Linked DNA regions of Pan troglodytes: region 2 is linked to region 1. A link is a contact called in public Hi-C data. All regions are on one chromosome and are shown on one strand. Each heading gives the region's core, a stretch centred on a gene start, on an enhancer-like site or on the middle of the called end of the contact. The rest is flanking DNA. Distances are from core to core; before and after follow the strand shown. Region 1 overlaps TMEM132B (transmembrane protein 132B). Region 2 overlaps TMEM132B (transmembrane protein 132B).

Region 1 (6,521 bases), core at 1,303-3,802:
TGCACTGGAATACTGGTTTATCCCCTTGGCCACTGTGAGACTCAGTTTTCCCATCTGTAAAATGGGCCCCAAAATTCTCCCTGGCTGTTCTCATTACAAGGCTGGGGACTTCAGCAAGAAAGAGGTTCGTAAATAACAATGGTGTGCTGATGCGTGAAGCTGTTAGCACAGGGCATGAGTCCCAGGATAGGAAAGGAGGCAAGAAAGGAAGGGCTGATTGGGGACACGTGCTGCAGCTATCACAGCTGCAAAGAGAAGAATCATGAACCTCAGAATTAGTAGTAACACAATAACTAACCCTGCTGTAGGGCACACTGTGTGTTCTTAGCCCTTCGTTAGATTTTATTTCACGGATTCTTCAACAACCCTAATGGGGTAGGGACTTCTGTTTGTCCCATTTTACAGATACGCAAACTGAGGCCCAGAGAGGCAATGTGAGGTTTGCAAAGTCACACAGCCGATAAGTGATGGGGTGCAAGTGTGAACCCTGGTGTGTCTGTCCCAGAGTTGGTTCTCTTAGCTACTACATTCAGTTCACGGGCACTGAAGTTTTGGTGCAATTTATTGGATTTTGAGGCTGATTTGCACCCAAGGGATTAAGGGATGTGTCTTGAGTCAAGGGGAGAGTTGGGTTTTTTGTGAGAAACAGAGTTTGGAGAATTTTGCCCCTCCCCCAACCCCCATTTATTTTAGAAATGAGGTCTTGCTCTGTTTCCAGGCTGGAGTGCATTGGCTCAGTCATAGCACACTGCAGCCTCAGACTCCCAGGCTCAAGACATTCTCTTGCCTTGGCCTCTCAAAGTGCTGGGATTATAGGTGTTGAGCCACCATGCCTGGCTGAAACCTGTCCCTTCTAAAGTCCACCTCCTCATTCGGCAGCCCCGGCCTGCTTCGGCAGGAGGGACTTGGCGTTTGTGGAAACAGCAGATGTGGAAGGCCCCTGGAAGGCGGATGGCTGCAAACTTCTCTTGTTAGTCACCAGGATTTACAAATTCAGAGATGTCAGTGTCACAATCCAGTTTCTGTCTTTGCTCAATAAATTGGGAGATCTTGGAATACTGGTTTAGCCCCTTGGCCTCTGTGAGACTCAGTTTTCCCATCTGTAAAATGGGCGCCGAAATTCTCCCTGGCTGTTCTCATTACAAGGCTGGGTGGTTCAGCAAGAAAGAGGTTTGTAAACAACAACGGCGTGCTGATGCCATTGTTGTGCTAACAACAACAGCCTAACAGCCCTGAGGCTGTTAGCACAGGGCATGAGTCCCAGGACAGGAAAGGAGGCAAGAAAGGAAGGGCTGACTGGGGACACATGCTGCAACCATCACAGCTGCAAAGAGAAGAATCATGAACCATCAGCCGTCTGCCAAGTGGTTTCTCACTTCAGGATTTCATGGGATTCTTGGGCAACTGTTGAGTGAGGGGTAGGATGTGTCCTCAGATGGGGACACTGAGGCTCAGAGGAACCTAGGGACTGACTCAAGATAAGTCAATCCATGAATGGCAGGGTAGGGTCTCCTCCCCAGAGCTCATGACTTCTGCCCCGATGGTGCCTTCTTGTCCTGGAGTTTTGCCTCAATTTCCCTGCCCTCAGGCCTGGGTGCCTGTGATCTCCAGGGCTTGTGTTCTAGGGCAGGTTGGGTGATGATGAGGAGACAAATAAGAAGCTCATAAATACAGCCACAGGAAAATCCCAGACATTAATTTGTGTTTTTCATGGTCAATGCAAGGCGATATGATGAAGAGTGACTGTGCGATCCAGGAAGACTTCTTAGAGGAGGTGGCAGTTTTCTAATTTGAGACCTTAATGACCAGAAAGAGCCAACTGAGAGAAGGGGGTTCCAGGCAGAAGGCATGTGAATCCTTGCACGGTTCTTTGCAGAGTGCCTGGCACACAGCAAGTGCTCAAGAAATGGCAACCAGCTCATTCATTCATTCATTGAACAGAGGTATAAATCGGGGCTAAGCACTTGGGACACAGCAGGGAACAAAAGAGACAAATCCCACACTCTGTCATTCTTGCAGAGCAAGACAACAGTAAAGCAGTGGACAAAGAAATCTGAACTTCAATGTCAAGTGCCATGGGGAGAGAAATGAAGCAGAGGAGCTCAGAGGAGCTGGTCATCGCTTTCCTGCTCCACCAGCTGCATGGCTTTCCATCTTCCCATTCAGGGCAGAATGGACTCTCAATGCCCATTCTCTGCCGGCTGGGGGCAGGAGAGAAAGAAGCCTGGGTTCTTTGGAGTTGAATTCCAGTGCCTTCCCTTGGCTAAATCAGCTGGTTCTGCAGCCAGGGTGCTCCTGTCTCCCTTTCCTGACACCTTGACTCTTAACTGATCAATACCCTCTCCTTATGCTTCGGCCCTAAAATAGTTACATAAAAAATCAATACAGTCCAATTTGATTTGCTGTATTTTATTACTGAGGGTGATAGAGTTGCTCGGTGCTCCGAGCCTGGTCTGAATTAACCCGTTGGGGAGGGGGGGGCTCTTACTCATTGTGGCCACGCCTCCGAGTCCGGGATGCAGTGCCCGGGAGGGGTGACTCAGTAAATCATGCCTCAGATGTCTGCTTTGTGTCCTGAATGCCTCCTGCCGGGGCTCTCAACACATCACAGCAAATGGACACATGAAAATACTGCCGTGGCTGCAGCCGGCACTCCTGGGGTGACTCCCCCGGGCCTTCCAAGGGGTCTTGGCTTTGTTTTTGGAACTCTGGAAGTGGGGCTGGCAGCACCTCATCTCCTGGCTCCCGGAGTCTGCGGCTCTTTGTTTGCTGGGTCCTCTCCGTGTTGTGTACTCTGCCGACGTATTTATGTCTTTGGCTTGGTATTTTTCCTTTCTGTAGTTGTGCCATCTGCTGCTGCAGGCTGCTAGCATTCCTGACGAGCAGAGGGGGCCAGGTCAGTGGGGTTGGGGGACACCTGGGCAGAGAGATGGCAGAGGTGGGAGGGCCGGGTGGGAGGGGAACCTGTTTTTTGCGAGTCTGTAGGTTGGGCAAGGGAAGGGAAGGGGGAGGCGTGGTGTAGATGGAAAATGTTATTTTGCTAGAAAACTTGTCTCTAAGCAGCAGCGAATCAGAACTTTTCCAGGCTGGTGGAGGGCTGCTGGCTGCCTCTGGGCCATATCTGGCCTGCAGACTTTTCTTATTAGTTGCCAACATTTAAAAATTGGGAGCTGTCAATATTACTATACAGGTTTCTGGTTTTTCTCAAGAAATCGGGAATTCTGGGCAGTGTTGGCCTCGCCTCTTGACCTGAGACTCAGTTTCCCTTTCTGTAAAATGGGCTCTGAACTCGCTGTGGCCGGCCTTGTTCCTGGAGACTCCCTCCAATTTGCATCCTCCCTGCCTTCCTGCCTTTGTCTTCTCCGAGACATTTTTATTGTGCACCTGCACTGTGCCAGCCCCTGTCCGTGGTGCTGGGGATATCAGCAGGAAAAAGACAGGCAAAAAACCCTGTCTTTGTGGTTAGCATTAAGGTGGAGAGAGACGGATACTGAACACAATAAATAACTAAACACACTGTTCATTACCTGGTGGTCTGTGCTGTGGGGAAATGGAGTGGGCGAGCAGAGATGGAGGGCTGGGGAGGAAGGAGGGTTTGCGGGTTTTTTTTTTTTTTTTTTTTTTTTGAGATGGAGTTTTACTCTTGTTGCCCAGGCTGGAGTGCAGTGGAGTGATCTTGGCTCACTGCAACCTCTGCCTCCCGGGTTCAAGTGATTCTCCTGCCTCAGCCTCCCAAGTAGCAGTGATTACAGGCTCTCACCACCATGGCTGGCTAATTTTTGTATTTTTAGTAGAGACGGGGTTTCACTGTGTTTGCCCAGGCTGGTCTTGAACTCCTGACCTCAGGCAATCCACCCACCTTGGCCTCCCAAATTGCTGTATTACAGACGTGAGCCACCGCGCCCGGCCAGGTTTGCAGTTTTATACAGCAGAGTCAGGAAGGTGGCATCTGAACAAAGACCTAAAGGGGTAAGGGAGGAGGCCAGGTGGCTATCTTGGGAAGAGTGTTCCAGGCAGAGGGAACAGCAGGTGTAAAGGCCCTGAGGTGGGAATGTGCTTGGCAGGGTCGAGGGACGGAAGGGAGGCCAGTGAGAGCTGTTCCCTCACTCTTTGGGCTGAACGAGTGAGAGAACAGCAGGAGGAAAGGAGGCCAGGGCGGTGAAAGTTCTAACCAAACTAGTCTTTGGTTAGAACTTTGAGTTTTACTCTGAGTGAGATGGGAGCTGTTGGCAGGTTAGAGCCGAGGAGGGATCTGCTTTGACTCACAGGAGCAGAAGCCCTGAGGGGCTACTGCAGTAGTCCAGGCAAGTGACAATGGCTGCTTGGACTGAGTGGTTGCTGCAGAGGAGGTGAGAAGTAGTGAGATGTGGGGTGTATTCTGAAATTTGAGCCACAAGATTTGCTGATGAATTGGGTTCATTTAGTAGATATTTATTGAGTGTCTACTATGTGCTCATTACTGTACTTGGAATTGGGACCAGATCAATATTTCTTAGTGATGAAATTAACAAACAGAACAACAGAACTTCATCCGTGAGTTGGGCCTTTGCCTTTTGTTTGATCTTCCCAAGAGTCCCAGTGGAGGACAGCCTGCATTTTTGCATCTGTAAGATGGAGATATTTTTACATCATTAATGGCTGGGCACGGCGGCTCATGCCTGTAATCCCAGCACTTTGGGAGGCCGAGGTGGGTGGATCACATTAGGCCAGGAATTCAAGACCAACCTGGCCAACATAGCGAAACCCCATCGCTACTGAAAATACAAAAAATTAGCTGGGCATGGTGGTACATGCCTGTGGCCCCAGCTACTCAGGAGGCTGAGGCAGGGGAATTGCTTGAGCCTGGGAGGCAGAGTTGCAGTGAGCCGAGATCATGCCACTGCACTCCAGCCTGGGTGACAGAGCAAGACTCCGTCACAAAAAGAAACAAAACATCATTAAGGAGAATAAAGTTAAGAGGGGTCATGAGATGATAGTTGTGGAATGTTTACTGGCACATAGTAAGTGCTCAGTAAAGAGTGGCAATGATGAATATTGTTAGTATAATGCTGATGATCTTAATAATGATGCTTGACGCGACCAGGGCTCAGTTATGCTGCTTGCCCCGGGAGAAACACAGCTGGAAAGAGCAGAGTTAGGATTTGACTTGTGGTCTGTCAGACTCAGTTTGGTATTCGTTTTTCCTGCTGAAATCACTAAGATTTTTATTTTTAATTAACTTTTATTTTAAGTTCAGGGGTACATGTGCAGGTTTGTTATGTAGGTAAACTTGTGTCGTGGGGGTTTGCTGTACAGATTATTTTATCACCTAAGTATTAAACCTAGTATCCATTAGTTATTTTTTCCTGATTCTCTCCCTCCTCCCACCCTCCACCCTCCTATAGGCCCCAGTGTGTGTTGTTCCCCTCTGTGTGTCCATGGAAATTGCTAAGATTAAAAGAAAAAAATCTTCCTCTGTTCATGATGTGATGATTCTGGCACAGTTTATTGTTCATTTGCTGGTACAGGTGTTTTTGTTTTATTTAGTAGAGGTGTATGTGAAAAGGTCTGTGTCAATCAAATTTTATTTCCTCCGTCAACTTCCAGGACATTTTAGAGATGTGTAAATTCTGTTTGACCCTTAGCCGGCCTCGGCTCCTGACTTGTTGCTTGTTATTTTCTGTACCCTTTAATCCAGGCATCAGCAAGCCATAGGCCATGGACCAAATTTGGCCCTCTACTTGTTTTTTAAATAAAGTTTTATTGGAACACAGCGGTGCCTATTTGTTTACATATTGTCTACAACTACTTCTGTACAACAGTGACAGAATTAAGTAGTTGTGACAGGTATCATATGGCTTGCAAAGCCTATATAACCTGTCTGCTCTCTGGTCTTGTCCTTTTAAAGACAAAATTTGCCTTAAATGTTCAAGTAGGGAATGCTCTGTGAATGTATGTTTATAGGACACTGACAGTGTTCAAAAACAAGCCATCATTTTTAATGTCAGAAAAAATTATCCAGCTCCTCGGTATGAGAATTGTGGGTTTGGTAACTCTCAGTGGAAAAAGAAAAACAGATTGATCGAAAGTTGCCATCAACTTAGTAATGCTTTTGAATGAGTAGGTTTTGGTAATTACAGTAGATTTATGTAACATTTAAAAAATAGTAGCACATGTGTGTGTGAGATATTTTTTACTTTGTAGGCAAAGCTCAGTGGCTCACAGTACAGAAGACCCCTTGTAGGGAGGCTGTGGAGGGAACTGATCAGTGATTTTATACTCAGCGTGATTCCAATCCATAGATCTCTTATAACCTTGTGTTTCTTCATATTGGGTTAAAAGATGGATATAGCCTTCTTTATGTTTAATCTGTGACACCCAGGCTTATGATATTTTAAGTTTCCAATGTGATGCTGCAATGGAGATGATGTGCCAATGCAAGGGTATGTCACTATTTTAGTCTGAATTCTCATAGTTGTAAGGGACAAAAATGGGAATGTAGGCATCCTTGGAGCTGGGAAATTTAAAAGGGAAATGGCTTC
Region 2 (6,521 bases), core at 2,797-5,296, 140 kb after region 1:
CCACTCCAGGGCCCTGCAGCTCTGAGCTCCCCATGTAGCGCAGTGACATTTGGGGGTTTTGGGCCTCCAGCCTCCTACCACGCTGTTCACAGGGAGAGGGGGACACCCCAGGGAGCCTCTGCACAAACCCAGAGTCTCTCTCTCCCCCTTAATGGCCGGCACTAGGTCACATGCCCAGTTATGACCAAATCAAGGTTCTCCACAAAGGGAGAGAAGACTGTAGACACTGGAGAGGCGACCAACAAATGCTTAATAAGAAAAGAACTCTGAGGAGCTCGGCACTTGGCCTGTCCCTGTGCCTTTGAGCTTCAGAAGAGTCATTGTGTGATCTATTGATTGCTTTTGGGGAGGAGAATTACTCTGTTCCGAAGTGACTGGTCTCAGGCTGGACAAGCCCCGTCAGTATTCCAGACTTGGTTGAAAAAGCCACTTGCCCTCCTTGCTGACCTGTTTCCAATGAAGACGATATGAGCTCAAAATGGAGCACATGAGCTCTGACATTCCGTTGTCCTGGCAACCTGTATGGTAAACATCGGCTTAACACTGTTTGATGGGGGGAGGTGGGAATTAGGAACTGGGGGGTGTTGAATAAAGCTGAAGATTTGGTGCCCTCACCTCAGCTCCAGACTCTATGGGAAATGTTTGGTGCAGCATCCAGAATGGACACCACTGCTGTCTGCACCGGGGGAGGTCGGAAGGAAGGGAATGGCCTGGTACAACCAGGACAGGGATGGGACCAGACCCAAGGGGAGGTTTTCCTATGTCCTATTCAGATTCTCCCTTTGCAGCAAACTTCTTGAAAGAGTTGCCTGTTCTCCGTGCACCCCTTCCTCTTGTCCTGCTCACTCATTGTGCTTCTTGCCACCCTGTTACTATTGAAACTGTCCACCGAGGCCGCCAAAGCTATTGCCACATGCAGGGCCACTTCTCCAGGCTTGGCTTTTTTGCAGCTCAGAGGCACTGATGGGAGTGATGCCTCCCTCGTTCTCATCTCCCCAGGGTCTCCCTGCCTTCTCTAACAACACAGGCACCTGCTCTCCCTTCCCTCTCTCTCCCTGGATGCCCCCTGAGCCTTCTCTGCAGGCTTGCCCCCTGCTAGACCTTTCCACCAAAACCTCTCTCCACCAAAGCCTCTCTCCACCAAGGCTCTCTTTCCCTCCTCTTTTTCCCACTCTGCATGTTTCTCTTTGGGCCACTTTTCCCAATGGCTTCTGTCACCACCTCTCTTCTGCTGACACCCAAATCTCCCTCTAGCTCACAGGTCTCTCCTGAGCTCCAGCATCAGCATCTAACTCATTTCTACATGGGGGCCCACAAATATCAAAGACTAAATACGTCCCAAGCAGAGCTCAGCACCTTCTCCCAAATACCCACCCCCCTTGTCCCAGTGACGGGTCCACCCTTGTGCCCAAGACTAAGCTCAAAATGCCTCTTTGTCTTTTCTTCCCTCTCTCAGCACCCTCTCCCCTCCCATCATAGCTAATTGGTGTCCAAGTCCTACCAGTATCTCTTCATTTCCTCTCCATCCTGGTGGCCCTTTCTGCAGTAGAGGCTGCAGTGAGTTTGAGGATTTCAGGCCCGATCAGGAAGAGTGAGCTTTTTTACTTGGGCAGTATGTTGACAGGTTGCATGCGGGGGACATCTCCTATAGCAGGAGAACTTCCAGAGACTGTGGCCATCACCTGGGCCACGAGCCAACCAGGAAGGAAGAAGGAACTCCTGGGGAAAAGGAGAGCTAGAGAGGGGGCTTAAGTGTCCAGGTCACACAGCAGGACCATTGGGTGCCTCTGGGCCAGGGGGCTCCAAGGGGCAGCAGCTGCCTGGGGTCTTCTCTAGCCCAAGGTTTTTAAAAAAAATCTGTGGCTGGCAGATGCTGGGTGCAGTTTCTCAGGATATATAAAGCAGGCGGGCTCTACATAGCTAAGAGTCTGCTTCTTTGGGCTACATTTAAAACAATGGGTTGTGTAAAATTTTGATTTTGGCACCGGGGGGTCTTGGAGAATGGATGGCCCTAGCCTACTCTGAAGAAGTAAACCTGGGGCCAGTCTACAAGGACCGTGTTTGGCCCGTTTGTAAAACAAAGTCACCCTGCCCTTGGGGCTGGGCCATCGCATTCATTTCCCTGTCTTGGCCTTTCCTGCTTTTAGTCCATTCTCCGTAATAGCAGAGTGATGTCTTAACCGTGTTATATCAAGTGGTGCCATGAACCTGGGACCTCAGTCACTCAGGTGGCTTCCCATTACCCTGGGATAAAGTCCAAACACAATGCAGTGGCCTCCGCCAGCCCTGAAGGATGTGCCCTTTCCTCCCTTTCCAGCCCAGCACGGTGCCCTCACTCCTGCCCAGCCACCAGACCCTTGCAGCTGCAGCAGGGTTCTGTGTTCTGCCCACGCTGTTTCCTCTGCTGGGAGCCTTCTTCCCCACCTGGGACCTGGCTATTCCACGTGTCCTTCGGCTACTGTGTTAGTCTCCTGGGGCATCCGTCATACATTTATTCTCTTTTGAAGGGCAGATGTCCAAAATCAAGGTGTTGGCAGAGCCACACTTGCTCTGAAGGCTCTAGGGGAGGGAGGATCCTTCCTGCCTCTTCAGCTTCTGGTGGCTCCAGGCATTCCTTGGCTTGTGGCCCCATCACTCCAGTCTCTCACTTCATTTTCACATGACCTTCCCTGTCTCTATTCTCTCTTCTGCTTCTAAGGTCACCAGTCATTGGATTTAAAGTCTGCCTTTATCCAATATGATCTGCTTACATCATCAAAGACCCTATTTCCAAGTAAGGTTCCAGGTGGATGTGTTTTGGGGGCACCATTCAATGAACTACGGGTGCTGTTTTCTCTGGCTCCTTCAAGACTGCACTGGGGCCTCTCCTCGGTACATGTGCCCTCATGACTCTTGCTTTTCTTTACTGGAATGGCTTGTTCATTCTTCAGCTCCAAACTAGACTAAACTCTGTGAGGACAGGGCTGCTTTGCTCTATCCTCCCTGCAACTTCAGTGCCGGGCACAGGACTGGCTCTTAATGGGTACTGAATGAACACTGTTATGGACTGAATGTTCGCATTCTCCCCCACCCCCAAATGTATTTGCTGAAGCCCTAATCTCCAATGTGATGGTATCAGGAGGTAGAGCCCTCGAGGGGTAATTAGATTTAGGTGAGGTTGCGAGGGTGGGGCCCCCATGAGTGCTTTTATAAGTAGAGAAAGAAGTACCAGTGCTTCCTCCCTCATGCGAGGATACGGCAAGAATGCATGTCCATAAGGAAGAAGGCATGCACCAGACATCAAATCTGCTGGCGCCTTGATCTTGATCTTCCAGCCTCTAGACCTGTGAGAAATGAATATCTGTTGTTGAAGCCTCCCAGCCTATGATGGATTTGTTACAGCTGGCCAAGCTGACTTAGACAAATGAGTGTGCCTGATCCATCCCATTGAATGTGACAGAACCCCAGGAGGCAGATGGTATTCTTGTCTTGCTAAGTAGGGCTGAGTCACTCAGCAGGCAGCCCAGCCAGGCAAGAGGCAGGCTGACTTTCTAGCCCAAGCCTCCTTCTCTAGAACCCAAGCTCCCTCCACCCTTGGGTCTGGGGTCCTATGAGGCACTGACTTGAGGAGGATGATAAGGTCTGAGTGGCTTTTGGCTGGAACGAGATGGGACAATGGGCTGGTTACTTTCCTGGGACTATTCCCTAACAGATGTCTCAGAGCTGTCGTGGCTTTGTCCCCAAGCCACTCATTGTCACTGACACAGGCCGTATTCATCTCTCTTGAGATTGGCCTTTTAAAGTGTTCCCCCAGCCCCGGCCCCTTGACATTCAGGTGGCCAATGAAAGGAAACAACAGGAACAGCTTTCAGGCCAGGGACTAGAGAGATTTTCCCCGTGGAGTGAATACCTCTGAACACAAAGGGAAGAAAAAGCCCTTTCATAAAACTACCCGATCTTCACTGGAAGGAATGCGACAGATACAGGCAAAAATCAGTTCTCCACTTTGTGATTTCTCAGGGTGATGGAAGTGGACAAAGGGAAGGGGAGAGAGGGTTTCAATGCAGTAGCCCTGCTGGCAGCCTGTGGCCATTGTTCGGCGGCCGTCGCTGTGGTCCGACGATCTGTGTCACGCTGGACTGATGGAAAACCCAGGTGTTTCTCCGGGTCACGGGATGCGTGTGGTGTGGGTGCGTCCCCGCTTCCAAATAGAATTTCATGTTCTTCCGGAGCACAGAGAACCCACGGGGTGCTGGCTGCCACTTGTGGTCTCCTCTGTCCAGGCTGATGGTTTGGGGACAGTGACTCCCTTTCTCCCCTAAGCCTATCCTGGTTTGGGTTTGTGTGATTTGCAAACAAAGAATCTGGTCCCATAGAGTAGTCGCGCTTTGTTTAAGGGGTTTCTGTTGGAAAGCAGCAGTGGGCCTTGGTGAAAGTCCCCAGATTGCCCTAAACCGCCCAAATCGGGGTTTCATCTCTGGAAGAGGGGACGGATGCACCACCGGCTCCTCGTGCAGCGCTGGCGGCGGCGGCCACTGGGTGGCGGTGTTGCCCGCGAGGCCCGGGGTCTGCGGAGGAGGGAGCCGGACGGGGAGCGGGGCGGGGACAGCGCCGGGGAGGGCCTGGCCCGGGTGGGCTCAGTCCGGGCTCCTGGGTCGGTCCCCTCCTCCGCGTTGCTGCCCCAGGATTCCGCTTCGTCCTCCGCTGACTCTGAGCGACACAGGACAAGCTCTGAATTGCATTCCAGGAAAAGGGGACTGAGGCTTTGTATTTTTCCTCCGCACCAAGATTCCCAAGGCTGCTGTTAAGGGTTTTTACCCAGGGTGGGGTCCACGGCGGAGCCCTGGGGTCTGTGTGAAGGGGAGGTGCTGTTTCTTTCCCGAGTTCTCCGTGGCTTTTAGTCCACGGGTTTCGAGGTCGCACTGTGGTTAAAAGCAGCACATGAGCCCTTTACTCCGGGTGAAATCTGGAACCAGCTCACATGTGGCTCACCAGGAAGAAGCTGAGTCTCTTCCCCAAGCTGAGGAAGAGGAGCAGGAGCCGTACAGATGCCAGGACCCGGCAGAGCAGGGGTTAAGCCCACACTCTGGGGCCCACTCTTGGCTGCACCCCTTACTGGCTGTGTGACCTTAGGCAAGTTTTTTGACCTCTCTGTGCCTTCATTTTTGAATCTATAAAATGGCTATATTATTACAAGTTATTTATTTGATACATTTGGAGATGCGGTGTTGCTCTGTCGCCCAGGCTGGAGTGTAGTGGCGTAATCTCAGCTCACTGCAGCCTTGACCTCCCGGGCTCTAACGATCCTCCCACCTTAGCCTCCCAAGTAGCTGGGACTACAGACACTTGCTGTCTTGCCTGGTTATTTTTTATTTACATTTTTTTTGTAGAGCTGAGGTCTCACTTGTTGCCCAGGCTTCTCTTTAACTCCTGACCTCAAGCCATCCCAAAGTGCTGGGATTACAGACGTGAGCCGCTGAGCCCTGCCCAAATTTATTTAGGTAATAATTATATAATAGTATTAATATACCATATGAAAATAATACTCTAGCTCATAGGATTGTGTAAAGAATAAATGTCTAAAGAGCTAATAATACATGTTAATACATTTAAAACTTGTTAATCCATGTATCAGAACATGTTACTTAGTATGTTTATACATGTTAATGTAGTTAGAACAGTGACTGGCACTCAGTAGATATGTGACAAATTCCTAGCAATGACTATTATTATTATTATTTTATGTATTGGATGCTACTGATAAGCTTGTGATAACTGCCAGCCAATTATTCATCTCTTCTTCCTCTGAGATCTGGCACCTCTTGTAGCAGGCAAGTGAACAATACATATTTTACTTTCTTTTATTCTTCATCAATTTTTTTCCCACAGACTTTTGTCATATTCTCTCAATTAAGCGCAGCTCCTCAGAAGCAGGCTGTGCCCTCCACCCACTGCATTTCTTCATAGCTCTGCACTTCCTGCGTCACGGGGACCCTTATGTCATCTGAGAAATTAATTCAGAGAGTTGGCTTTTTTTTTTTTTTTTTTTTTTTTTTTTTAAGACAGTAGAGTGCTTTGGTAGGTGGAAAGGAGTTTCCAAGCACTTGGAGATTCAACAGGATTGTAAAAGGGATGTTGAAGGCGTCTGAGGTCATGCTGTTTAAACACGCTAAAAACTCGTCTTACAGATTCACTAAAGTGGCTTCTCTTTGCAACAGCCACTAAGACTGGACAATATTAGTTTTTCCTTTCTCTGGTTACTTTGTGTGTTGGAAAATAATGAACTGCCTTAAAAAACAAAAAACAAAAAACAAGAAAGAGAACAAAGGATATTCTCTGAGCGATTTCGGATTGCCCAGACTAGCCAGGATGAATGATGTTTTGTTGTTTATAATGTGCGTTAGTTTCCTGTGGGTGTTGTAATAAGTTACCACTAACTCAGTGGCTTAAAACAACAGACACTGATTCTCACACATTCTGGAGGCGAAATCAAGGTGTTGCCCTGTTGTTTCCTCTGAAGACTGCGGGAGGCGCTGTCCCAG

Evidence for each region. Hi-C and Micro-C count contacts between places; a contact is called where the count stands out from the background.
Region 2: a Hi-C map of stem cell-derived neural progenitor cells shows a contact between it and region 1, with 2.6 times the contacts expected there. The contact joins two enhancer-like sites. A contact is called at or near these places in 3 of 7 Hi-C or Micro-C datasets (induced pluripotent stem cells and stem cell-derived neural progenitor cells) and 1 of 1 datasets of contacts at active chromatin or transcription factors (stem cell-derived excitatory neurons).

The regions. Positions count from the first base shown.
Region 1 is chr10:132,025,364-132,031,884 of NHGRI_mPanTro3-v2.0_pri, forward strand. The region is part of intron 2 of TMEM132B (transmembrane protein 132B); the gene reads left to right. Among named protein-coding and RNA genes, the nearest start is that of TMEM132B, 47 kb to the left of the region's middle. Within about 2 kb of position 2,553, at least 9 of the 24 cell types and tissues checked have an H3K27ac peak or open chromatin away from gene starts, as enhancers often do. A contact at or near this core is called in stem cell-derived neural progenitor cells, where this site is marked.
Region 2 is chr10:132,159,560-132,166,080 of NHGRI_mPanTro3-v2.0_pri, forward strand. All of the region lies in intron 2 of TMEM132B (transmembrane protein 132B), which reads left to right. Among named protein-coding and RNA genes, the nearest start is that of TMEM132B, 180 kb to the left of the region's middle. Within about 2 kb of position 4,047, at least 14 of the 24 cell types and tissues checked have an H3K27ac peak or open chromatin away from gene starts, as enhancers often do. A contact at or near this core is called in stem cell-derived neural progenitor cells, where this site is marked.